Linked DNA regions of Sus scrofa: region 1 is linked to region 2. The links are chromatin contacts, called in public HiChIP or PLAC-seq maps. All regions are on one chromosome and are shown on one strand. Each heading gives the region's core, a stretch centred on a gene start, on an enhancer-like site or on the middle of the called end of the contact. The rest is flanking DNA. Distances are from core to core; before and after follow the strand shown.

Region 1 (5,906 bases), core at 1,387-3,886, 400 kb before region 2:
AGAACATTAATTCATGGGGAGCAGGAATGGACCATACACAGTAGAGTGCCCGGCATGTATTGGCAGCCTGGGAAGGACAGTGTTGAATGAGGGCTATGGATTTTGTTACCTTAATTTGTCATTACACCTTGAGAGTTGAAAATATTTATCCTGGTCATTACAAAGAACTGGTTCTAACCACCTAGCTCATTACTGTTGATTGTGGCTTAATCAGTTGTTCATGGTAAGAGAGAAAGAAATAGCCCTTCCTCCTGAATGTGTTTAATCAATTTTTCACCAGGAAGACTCTGCTTTTCCTCCTACACATTTTTCCACATGATAAACATACTTACACACTTAGTCTGTGAAACTGACCTCTTAATCTTTGGTTCAACTCTCATTGTTTTTAATTGAGTTTATAAAATACTTGTTTTTCTTTGCCTTTGGTTCTCAATTTGAGAGATTTGGAGGAAAAAAATATCTGGGAAGTTCTATTTTAATAGTTCTTTATCTCACTAAATGCTTTACTTCTGTAGGTAGAAATTATTCTACTGATTTAAATTTTTCCATTATTTATAGAGCCTTGGTCTATCCATGGCCAGATAATAAACTTAAAAGAAGAGAGATCATCAATAATTGAAAGAAAAAGGTAATAAAAGAAAAACTACTATAACACAGCCCTTAAAAGATAAGAATTTGGGTTTACATTGGTTTGTTCAATGTCATACACTTTAACACAGCTGCACGTAATAAAAATTTGAGAGAAAATACTGTAAAAGAAGTTGTGAGGCAAATCTCCATGACCAGTGTAAAAAGGGGGCTTGTTTTTGTTGCGCCCCTTCCCCCCCCCCTTTTTTTTGCATTCTATGTAGTTGTATTTCATTCTAGAGCAGAAGGAATCCAGGGAACAGGGTCAGAGGTAAGGTCTCTAAACAAACGTTGGGTGGAAAATTGCAAAGGGGAAAGTCTGAAGATTCATAAAGGCCTCTTACCCACCAATCTAAGAAGCCTTAAAGTCATGAGAAAAAGAATGAGAGTGAATGAATGAATGCATAAACAAATGAACTGTTAAAAAAAAAACAAAAAAAAAAAAAAACAAAAAAACAGATGCCCAGGGAAAAAGAAGGCAAGGGAAAAAGAAATGAGGTGTGTGGCTGAGGACAGAACGATTCTTATAGTATTTTTTCTGGATTTTTTTTTTTTTTTTAGGTTTGCTTTTTATTACACAGTATGGAAAATTCCAAATATTCATATAAAATATAATAGTCCAGTGAATCTTCATCATTCAGTAAATTCTTAGTTACTCATGATAACCGGGTATCTGAAATTCCCAGATCATCTAAAATCATCCCAGATCATCTAAAATAATCATTCTGTCTATGTAGTGTCCATTTCTCTTTATTAAATCTATTGTAGATTCTTTATGACCTTCTGAGTTGGGACTATGGGGCCACAGAAAGGAGAGGCTGTGAGCTGAAAAAAATCCACAAACATGTTGTTTATGCCCTGGATAACCATCAGTTGAAAGTGTGACTTTTGTGGTTTGTTTTGGCCTCTTAAGCCAAAACTATCAGACTATTGGATGTGAAAGAAAGAAAAGGGAATTCTGAACCTCTTCAGCTGGGAAGGCAAAATCATCAAAATTCTATGAGGTTAAGAGAGTTTCTGTGGCTTTTAGAAACTTGTGTGGCCCAAAGGAGTCATAAATAATTTTTATGGTATAAAACCCTTGAAGAACATACTTGGTTTCCCAGGAATTTCAGCCATTCTTAAGCTCACAAAGTCTCCTGTTGGTGGAGAAGCTCTGCTCAGTGCCGCCTCTGGGAGATAATGAACTGAGCAGGGACTTAGCCTCCCCCTGGCTTCTTTGAACAGGTGACATGAACAGATTTGAGGTGACTGAGGCATTTCTTTTCCCTTCATAATTCAACTTTGAAGTAAAATCTGCCATTGTCCTTCTGATCCTTTGTCTAAATTTTACTAGCATCTTTTCCTCCTGGCGTTAATGAAGAGCAGTCAAGAGTTAAAAATGCGCTCCCTTGGTTTTATTAAGATCTAGAGTGGTATAATTGTAGACCCGTAAGATCCACTGGCAATCCACTTAAAGGATATCACACTGCCATCCCCGCAGAAAGCCCACAGAGTGGTGACCTATTTTCTATGTGACTAGGTAGAAGGGGGGGGGGGGCGCTCCATAAACCTGACCTCCTTATTTTAAGGGTGTGATCAACATCTCAATATTAGTCATATTAGAAGAACAAATAAGAGTTCCCTGGTGGCTCAGCAGGTTAAGGATCTGGCATTGTCATTACTGTGGCCCTGGTTACAGCTGTAGCACGGGTTCAGTCCCTGGCCTGAAAACTTCCACATGCCGCAAGTGCAACCAAAAAAAAAAAAAAAAAAAAAAAAAAAAAAAAAAAAAAAAAAAAAAAGGCAGTCCCATTGATATGTTTCCACATAGAATCAGCATAGTCCTTTCTGCAAAGACTGCTTCATCTACATTCAGGGCTGAATACACCAGACAGAATAGCCCTGGTCTCAGGGGACTGGTTAACCAAGACAGCACTTTCAGAGCTCAAGGCAGAGCTGCTAGTGGCAGAGGTCTGGCCACATGACTCTGGGCCTTGGAGACCAGAATCACAAAACCCCAAAGTCATTATTCCTCTAAGTGGAGCCCACATCTGGAACGTACATTTTCTAGCAGGGAGTGGGTTAGAGGTCATTTAATGACATTTCAGTCCTCCAGATGTCTACTCTAAAGAAAGTACCCATAAAGATATATCTTTATCCACAATATCATTTAAACTCTTTTTGATTAAAATGCGTCAGTACTTGCATTCTGGATTTCACTCTGCTACTGAATTTTTTATGATGCTGTTTATTGAAAAACAGTACTGTCTTCTGAAAGCTTTTACCAGATTCCCATGGTGATTTGCTAGGCATAGCACATTTCAAATTAAAATTTCATCGTCTTCAAAGGCTACTTTTATGAGCTATAAAGGAGCACCTGCCCAGCCTTCAGTGGGTGCCATAATACAGAGATGTGAAGCTTTTCTTCTAGAAGTTTAGCATCTATATAATATAAAGAAAATGTAGAGCAAAAATCATGCCATTTTTGTATTCATAGTGTAAATATTGGAACTTTTGGCCACATGCTTGAATCAATCAAAACATTCAAAGCAACATCATTGTAATAAAGTCACTGCGATGATATATTAATGTCTTGTGGGGTCTGTAAGAAGAATCCTCAGGAATTACACTGTTTGAGGTCTGACCTAAACAGTGCTTTGGCCCTATGCCTCTGACATGGTCATAAAGCAGAAATGACCACATCTCAGTAAACATGTGACCTCGCTTTGGCCTGGACTTGACATTTTATCAAGCTTCTTTCCTCTGACTCAGCAAAGTACACTCCCCACATCCATCACCCACACTCGGCACTCAGCACTTCTTCTGATAGAACTCCCTACAGGGAAAAAAGCATGAAGAACCCATACAGGACCCCCAGGCAAGATGGGATAGTGATTTCATACTCCCCCAGCACATAGCAATCACTGATGGAGTACTTTAAAAAGAAGTCCAAAGAGCGCCCCCAAGCCTGGAACAACACAGGAGAAGTGAGCAGTGGTGAAATCTCAGGCCAACTGAGATCTGGTCCAGAATTGGGCAGTGGCAGCCAGGAATTGGGCTTCCTATCAAGATGGGAGCCAGAACCAGGCTCAGTGCTTTAAGGACCTGAAGTAGGAGCCATGCTTCCCTCACTTCACTCTCAAGCAAAGAAAGCCAAACAAGAACAACTGCTGACCTGTCACTGGAATTATGGCTTTTAAATTGTAGACCTAGAGAAGTGGTAAAACAAACCCACAGCCTCATAAGTAGGAAATGAACCAAATTCTTGCTGCTTGGCAACCAGATCTTTGATATTCCTATTATTCCCATAGGATGGGAACTGCAAATAAGACCTGGTTCTAGTCCAAGTGCCAGAAGTCCAGATGGTAGTAACTGCAAAACTATTAGGGAAGGTCAGAGGTAGATAAGGAGGAAGGGAGAAAGAGAAATGGGGAGAAGAGGAAGGGAGGGGAAAGAAAGAGAGAGTGAAAGTGAAAATGAATCTCCTACTCAAAATGAGCTTACAGGCCACATAATCTAAGCACATGGGGAAAAAAATCTAATATCAAGAAAGGCAGTAAAATCTACTGTTGTGACATGAATTCATTCCAGATGTCCTTAATGAATAATCTGGCAAAGATTTTAAAATAAGTATGGCTAAGATATTGACAAGATAAAAGTATAAATAATTTCCATTAAAGAGCAGGAGGAGTTCCCACAATGGCACAGTGGTTTAAGGATTCAACTGCAGCATCTTGGGTCACTGTGGAGGTGCGGGCTTGATCCCCAACCTGGCACAGTGGGTTAGAGGATCCAGCATTGCTGCAGTGCAGCATAGGTTGCAGTTGCAGCTCAGATTCAATCCCTGGCCCAGGAACTTCCATATGCCATGGGTGTGGCCATAAAAAAAAAGAGCAGGAAATTATAAGACAAAAACATGAAAGCACATTATGATATTAATAAAGAATTATAAATCTTAAAATGAAAAATATGGTTATTGAAATAAAAATTCAAGAAATGGAATAAACTCTGAGTTGAGTATTGTCAAACAGTAACTTTATTACTGTTGATGAATTAACCAAAAATTCAACTCAGAAATATATGTATATTTATAGAGAGAGAGAGGAGAGAAATAGACAGAAGGAGTAGTTAAAAGATGTGGAAACGATTGTCAAGTTCCAGTAGTCATTCAATATGAGTTCCAGAAAAAGAGAATGGTGAAATGGTAGGGGAGCAATATTTGAAGCTAGAAAGATAGAATATTCCAAAATTAAAGATTCTCCAGACTAAAAGTATACCATGAGTACCGACAGAATAAACAAAATTAAATTTACACTCAAATACTTTAGAGTAAAACTGCAAGATATCTAGGAAAAGGAAGAAAAGCAGATGACAAGTAAAGGAAGTATAATCAGGCTGGTTGCATATTTCCCATCAGCAACAGTAGATACCAGATGACAAGAGAGTAATATCTTAAAAATGCTGAGGTAAAATAATTGTCAACCAAGGATTTTTATATCTAGCTAAACAATCACTCTATAGACTTTTTTTTAGACATAGAAAGATAAGAGTTAACCACTTACTTCACTGGAAGGCTCATTAAAAGATGGATTATGAGGAGAAATAAGGAAGGTACAGAACACAAGATGTGACAGTAGGAGTTCCCCTTGTGCCTCAGTGGGTTAAGAACTCAAATACTATCCATGAGGATGTGGGTTTGATCCCTAACCTTGCTCAGTGGGTTAAGGATCCAGTGTTGCTGCAAGCTGCAGTACAGGTCACAAATGTGGCATGGATCTGGTGTGGCTGTGGCTGTGGCTGTGGCCAGCAGCTGCAGCTGATTTGACCCCTAGCCTGGAAACTTCTATATGCCACAGGTGCAGCTGTAAAGAAAAAAAAAAAAAAATATGACAGTGAATATAGCCATTGAGTAAAATATGTTGGTGAAACGAGGTAAATATTGAGTGCTAAGAGGTTATTTTGTGTTAAAAAAGGGTTAAAATTAGACAACATTGATAAGATGGGGTGGATGGGGTTTCATGGATAATTAAAAGTGCTAAAATGCTTCCAGATTCAGGAGGAATACAGGAAAACCAAATTCATATTTTATTAGGAAAAAATTTAGTCGTTTGAATGTTAAACATTTTAAAATTACTCTTCCATCAACTTGTCTTTCTGATCAGTCATTTATGAATGATTTCTTAAAATTCTGCATCCCTCCTCAGAGGTGTAATTCTCAAGTAATGAGAGCATTTTAAGCTGCATTGTTATTTTTTGTATTTTTTAAGCTGTCAGACAGACCTTCATTCTCTGGGGAG
Region 2 (6,631 bases), core at 3,127-5,626:
AACCTGTCACCTAAGGATCCCTGCCCTGCCCAAGGAGCCCAAGTGGCTCCAGGTTCTCTGTCTCCTTTGGTTTAGACACCTTGTCAGCTCTGCACCCACAAACCTGTCCCATGGTTTTGTGGCCCAGGGACTCCAAGGCCAGGGTCAGTGGCAACTTTGGACCCCAGATGTTTTCTTGGTGGCGCAGTAACAGTGGGTGCTTGGTGGCTGCTTCAAGTCACTGCTTTTGCAGCCCTTAATGTCATAACAGTACTGTCATGGGGCAAAGCCCTGCCCACAACCCAGAGCTGCGCTCAGATTATTGCCAACAGAGTGCCCTCTCCTGGGGGGACCAGGCTGTCGCCACTGTGGAGCACAGGGCGGTCAGTTCCCTGCAGGAGCAGCTTTAACAAAAGCCCTTAGAGATGGTAGAACCTGCAGGGACCCAGGCTACAGGCACATATTTCTTTTTCTTTTCTTTTCTTTTCTTTTTTCTTCATCTTTTGTCTTTTCAGGGCCGCACTCACATCATATGGAGGTTCCCAGGCTAGAGGTTTAATCAGAGCCACAGCTGCTGGCCTCCACCAGAACCACAGCGACGCCAGATCCAAGCTGTGTCTGTGACCTACACCACCGCTCACGGCAATGCCAGATCCTTAACCCACTGAGCGAGGCCAGGGCTTGAACCCGCAACCTCAAGGTTCCTAGTCGGATTCGTTTCTGCTGCGCCACGACAGGAACTCCGAGCCAGCCACATGTTTCTGCAGTGTGGTCCCTGCTCCACAGAGAGATACAGGAAGATTTGTCCCTCAGACCGGCTTCCATTCTTTTCCTTTTCTTATTGCTTTTGTAACAGCTTATTGAGGTATAATACACATACCTACAAGCCGCCCATTTAAAGTATATGACGCAACAGTTTTTGGTACATGCACAGAGTTGTACAACCAACGTCATGATCAAATTTAGAACATTCTCATCACGCCCTGTAGCCTTTAGTCATCCCCCCCTTACTTCTCCCAACTGGCACCAGAAATCAGATTACATTTTCTAGAGTTTTACAGAAATGGAATCATACAGTAGCTTTTCCTGTTTGATGGACTTCTTTGACTCGGCATCACTATTTTGAAATTAATTCATGTTACACCTGCTTTTACACCGTTCTTTCCTTTACACGGCTGAGTGGCACTCCATTGCATGGTTACGCTACAAGCTGTTTATTCAGTCACTTGATAATAGACATTCAGGGTGTTTCCAGTATTTGACTATCACAAATAAATCTGCTATAAAAATTTATGTGTTGGAGTTCCTGTTGTGACTCAGCAGGTTAAGGACCTGATGTCCCTGTGAGGATGTGGGTTTGACGCCTGCCCTTGATCAGTGGGTTAAGGATCGGGCATTGCCACAAGCTGCAGTGTAGGTTGAAGATGTGGCTAAGATCCGATGTTGCTCTGGCTGTGGCGTAGGCTGCAGTTGCACCTCCAATTTGACCCCTGGCCCTGGAATTTCCATATGTCGCAAGTGTGGCCATAAAAAGGAAAAAGTTTATGTGAAAATCCTCATCCCCCCAGCAGTCCCAGCAGACAGCCATGCCTTCTGCTTCTGCTTCACAAAGAAAACAACTGTCCATCCCTGCCTGGAATGGTCTTGGATCTGAAAACTCTGCCTTGAGCAAGCCTCCCAGGAAGGAGTATCCTTCGGGCTCCCTCTGGATGGAGAAGCACTGAGTCCTCCCACCAGAGGCAGTGACTCTAGCACAGCCCTCACCCCAAGAAGGAGGCTTGAGTCCCAGGGTCCAGGGGGCCACAGGCCCTGGCTGTGCTCAGAGACTCTGTCACAGGCTAACCCATCAGAATCCCTTTGGCTCAGCCCCCAGCAAGGAGCGGGCAGGAGCCAGCGGCAGCCATGCCATGCGACAAGCCCTGGTCAGTCTCCTTGGAGGTTTCTGGAAAGGGGTTAAAAGCTAGAGACGATGAGTGACGAGGTCCAGGGAGTCCAAAGGATAACTGCCACTCTGTCTGAGATGAGGCTGAGCTCTGACCGGGGTGTGAACCCTGAGGGCAGGGGCCACACGGTCAGGACCTGGGGCGGAAGCAAAAGGGAACCCTCCTTGGCTCAGCGGCTCCTAGCTCACTCCGGGTAAACAAGCCGAGGAAAGCCCCGGGCCCCGGGCAGGGCTGTGCCAACAAATCAAAGGTCAGCGGAGCCATAAATCAACTGTATTTACACCAAACCCATCATGAAGAGTTATTTTAAAACAGGAATTGACCAAAAAAATTCCCTGGAGCTGAATCAACTCAAAGAACACAAACAGAGAATGGGAAATGTCCATCTCCCTCCTCTCCCAGGCGGTAGGTCCCAGAGGCCTCCGCAGTGAGAGCGGCCCGCTCGCCCTGCAGTAGGTCCCTCCCAGATCTAAGTGTTCGTGCCTGGGGTGCCTTGAGACGATGGGTCTTGGCCAAACAGCCGCTGCAGCCAGCAGACAGGCGATTGTGCGGGGTGGGGGATGGTGCCTCTCAAGATCCTTCCAACTTCCTGGGGACCAGGGCCTGCCCAGGATGCTCACCAGACTGACATCAGCCTAGTGCTACCCGGCCTCTAGCCCTGGAGGATTTTCTTTTATTTAAATATGCAGGTGGGAGTTCCTGTCGTGGCGCAGCAGAAGCGATCCGACTAGGAACCATGAGGTTGCGGGTTCGATCCCTGGCCTCACTCCGTGGATTAAGGATCTGGCATTGCTGTGAGCTGTGGTGTAGGTCGCAGACGGGGCTGGGGTCTGATGTTGCTGTGGCTGTGGTGTAGGATGGCAGCTGTAGCTCTGATTGGACCCCTAGCCTGGGAACCTCCATATGCCAAGGGTGTGGCCCTGAAAAAACAGCAAAAATAATAATAATAATAATAAATAAATAAATATGCATGCATGTACAGAAGGAGGTCTGGAAGGATCTACAGCTTGGTATTATCAGATGTCAATTCAAGATGCCTGCATTTTCTGCATCTTCTATAATGAATGTGTATTTTATTATTTTTTGAAGGCAAGGAATTTTGTTTGTTTAGCAAGGAATTTTTTTTCTTTCTGTTACCAAAGTTACTAGCTGTAGAAGATTTAGAAAAGTATAGGAACCAAAGAGAGAGGGTCACCTGTAATCATAATCTCCCTGCCCAGATATATTCTCTTGATCTGTGAGTAAATTTTCTTTGGTTCTTTGCTGGAAACGTGTATTTTTCAAACCAAAAAAAGAGATCATATGTTGCAGTCTTTTTTTTCTTTTCTTTTCTTTTTTTTTTTTTTTTTTTTTTTTTTTTTTTTTTTTTTTTAGTGACTGCACCCACAGCATATGGAAGTTCCTGGACCAGAGGATTGAATCCAAGCCACAGCTGCCACTTATGCTGCTGCTGAGCTGGGGCCAGAACCTGCACCTCTGCAGTGACCCAAGCCGCTGCAACCAGATTCTTAACCCAAGGCGCCACAGCAGGAACTCTGATACATTCTTTTTTATAACCTACTTTTCAATGTACACTCCACATTTTCTGCCATTAACACCCTCCTAAGATACGGTTTCAGTGGCTTACAGTGTGCTTTTTGTCTGTTTGTTTTGCTTTCAGTATTCTCTTAAATGGATGTAGCCTGCATCGACTCATTCCTTCCAATGAGGTCTTCAAACAAGAAACATTTCTCTCTAAACCACAAGCAAATGGTCGTACTGCTATTCTCCAAACAGGCTTCTCATAGGCCGACATACAGTAGGACTGCATTTTCCTGCCCCAAGGGAGTTAGGTGTTACCATGTCCCTTGTTTTGGCCAATGAAATGTGAACAGCAGTGAACCTGGCCATCTGAGAGCGGTCTCTGCACTCAGAGTCCAGCCAACCTACCATGGACACAGAGCACATAGCGAAATGAACTCTGTGATTTCATTGGGGGGTGGGGACCATTTTGTTTCTGTAACATAACCTTGCTGGCCCTGCCTGCCTGGGCTCTGGGCTGATGGAGAGACAAGGTTAAAGACAGAATCCCAACCATGGAAGGGTGTGCATCTTGTTAGGGACATCCAGCTTAATGACAAGGAAAGAGCTGGGATAGGAGCCACCAGTGACCATTCAGAGCCAGAGCACCGTGGAGCAGGCAGGAAATGTCTGGCCCCCGAAAGAGAGAGAGAAAGGGGCCCGTCTGGAGAACACACTGCCATAAGGAGAGACGTCCTGTCTCCATCCTGTGCTTCTCATTCTTCCTCTGGAGAAAAAAAATGCCTCCACAGCCTGCCTCATCAGGAATGGCAGCCGTGAAACTCTTCAAGGCTTACTGTGGCTGGTCGTAATCAAGCAGACACTTGAAGACAAGGGCAAGGTGACTTCAGATAAAATCAACACTATTGCGGTTTTCCAATCCTATTTGAGTCATCACTCCCCACAGCTACAGGCCCTGACCACAGTTGTCATCTTCTCATTCAGCCAGTCAGTGTCCGTCAGTGTCTGCTGGTCAACCAGTAGATGTCAGTCAGTCAGTCAGAACCTGTTAGTCAGAGTCAGTCACCCAGTGTCAGTCATCAGAACCTGTTAGTCAGAGTCAGCGTGCTGATGTCTCTTGGTGTCAATCTGTCAATCATTGTCAGTCAGCATCTGTTAGTCAGCCTCTTAGTGTCTGTCAGTCAGTGTCAGTCAACCCATCAATCATGGTCAGTCAGCCGGCCGGTCGGTGTCTGTCAGTCATGGGGTCAGTAAATACAGCATCCAGCTGGTTTCTGAGTGCTGTGCCCATCTGCCTCTGTTTAGTTCCGCAGCACCCTTCCTGTTTCTGGGCAGGGGGATAGGTGCGTCATTCCTCCATGAGGACAGAGAGGTGACGTTGTTTCCTCAGGAATTCAGATTAAAGTAATTACCAAGTTGGGTCAGACCTTCGACCCTTCATTTTCAGCCTGGCTGCCAGATGCTGGGCTGAGCTGTCGTGATCCAGAGAGCTTCCTGAGGGCATCGGCTCAAAAGTGACTGAAAGGGAACCAGGTCACCTTTAGACTCTGAAGAGCCACTTCCTCCCCCACAGGGGTTTGGCAGTCTCCCACCTAGGTGCTCATCTGGCCACAGTCCCAGGACTAGCAAGATCAACACAATGATACCTCGGGCGCTGTAGCAGCAGCCCCTTCCAACTTCCTCCCACAGACAGCTGTCTGTGGATGCAATGAAGGGAGCAGCGAATAAACACACAGCTCCCATCTCAGGTGGGGCCAGCATTGGGGGGTGGAGGAGAATGGGGCCATCCTAAGGTCTGGTGCACTTGAAACCCAGCTGGACCCTACAGAGAATTCCCCAGGGACAGACCTCCTGTTTTCCCCCACTTCTTGCTTATAGAAAAGCTTTGGTCTCCTAGGCTTTCCCCGAGTTCCAAAGAACAGTCTCAAGGGGTTCCCATTTTGGCTCAGTGGTAACAAGACTGACTAGTAGCCATGAGGATGCAGCTTCCATCCTGGCCTCACTCAGTGTGTTAAGAATCTGGCATTGTCGTGAGCTGTGGCTGTGGTGTAGGCTGGAAGCTGCAGCTCCGATTCAACCTGTAGCCTGGGAACTTATATATGTCACACATGGCACCCTAAAAAGCAAAAAAAAAAAAAAAACCAAAAACAGACAACAGACTCAAGCAGTTAATGATTAGAGAAATGGAAAAGCAGAAACAAAGGAAAAGCGGTCAAGCAAAAAAGCAATAATAACCTAAATAATAAGTCAGCCATAAAAAGAATCACAAGACTCCTCGTTTCTCCTTGAGGGTTATAGATAAGCTTCTGACTCACATTTTTAAGTTGTTTTTACGGAAGCCAGGGCCCCACCAGGTGAAAACTGCCAACCACACACACGTGGACCATAGACTGGTGGGACCAGAAAGTTGATGACTGAGATTCTCGAAACATCACCTGTTACCTCACCTCTAACCAATCAAAATACTGCACACAAGCTGATATGGACCCTAAAACCCTCACCCCTAATGTTGCCTTAAAAAATCCTGCCTGAAAGCCACTGGGAGTTTAGGTCTTTTGAGCCCGAGCTACCCGTTCTCCTTGCCTGGTGCCCTGCAGTGAACACTGTACTTTCTTTCACCACAACCCAGTGTCAGCAGCTTGGCTTTGCTGTGCATAAGGTAGCTGTTCTGTCTGCCTGAACACTGTTCCCACTTCTTCAAAGGAACTGCTCACCACCCCTAACAACTCCTCACAAACCCTGAGGATTCACATGTGAGTTGACAGTCAGTGCAGCCCTCATGCTGGCCAGAGGTGGGCCTGAGACCAGCTGGACCTCTCAGTGTCTGGTTGGGGTGGACACATGATCCAAGTCAGGCCAATCAGAATTCTTCCCAGGATTTTTCTGCAGCTGCTTAAATGTTTTTTTTTTTTTTTTTTTTTTTTTTAAAGGCTGCACCCGAGGCATATGGAAGTTCCCAGGCCCATCGGAGTTGTTGCTGTCGGCCCACGCCAGAGCCACAGCAACCCCAGATCCAAGCCGAGTCTGCAACCTACACCACAGCTCATGGCAACGCCAGACCCTTAACCCACTGAGCCAGGCCAGGAATTGAAGCCACAACCTCATGATTCCTGCTCAGATTCGTTTCCGCTGCGCCATGACGGGAACTCCTCATGGTGGGATTTCTGATTCCAATTCCTTCCTCCAGT

The links. HiChIP or PLAC-seq counts read pairs in DNA pulled down with a chosen protein or histone mark.
Region 1: an H3K27ac HiChIP or PLAC-seq map of alveolar macrophages shows a contact between it and region 2. The contact joins two enhancer-like sites. A contact is called at or near these places in 1 of 47 Hi-C or Micro-C datasets (liver) and 1 of 2 datasets of contacts at active chromatin or transcription factors (alveolar macrophages).

The regions. Positions count from the first base shown.
Region 1 is chr1:16,900,476-16,906,381 of Sscrofa11.1, reverse strand. All of the region lies in intron 5 of UST (uronyl 2-sulfotransferase), which reads left to right. Among named protein-coding and RNA genes, the nearest start is that of UST, 230 kb to the left of the region's middle. Within about 2 kb of position 2,636, at least 5 of the 83 cell types and tissues checked have an H3K27ac peak or open chromatin away from gene starts, as enhancers often do. A contact at or near this core is called in alveolar macrophages, where this site is marked.
Region 2 is chr1:16,499,591-16,506,221 of Sscrofa11.1, reverse strand. No RefSeq gene overlaps it. Among named protein-coding and RNA genes, the nearest start is that of ZC3H12D, 39 kb to the right of the region's middle. Within about 2 kb of position 4,376, at least 13 of the 83 cell types and tissues checked have an H3K27ac peak or open chromatin away from gene starts, as enhancers often do. A contact at or near this core is called in alveolar macrophages, where this site is marked.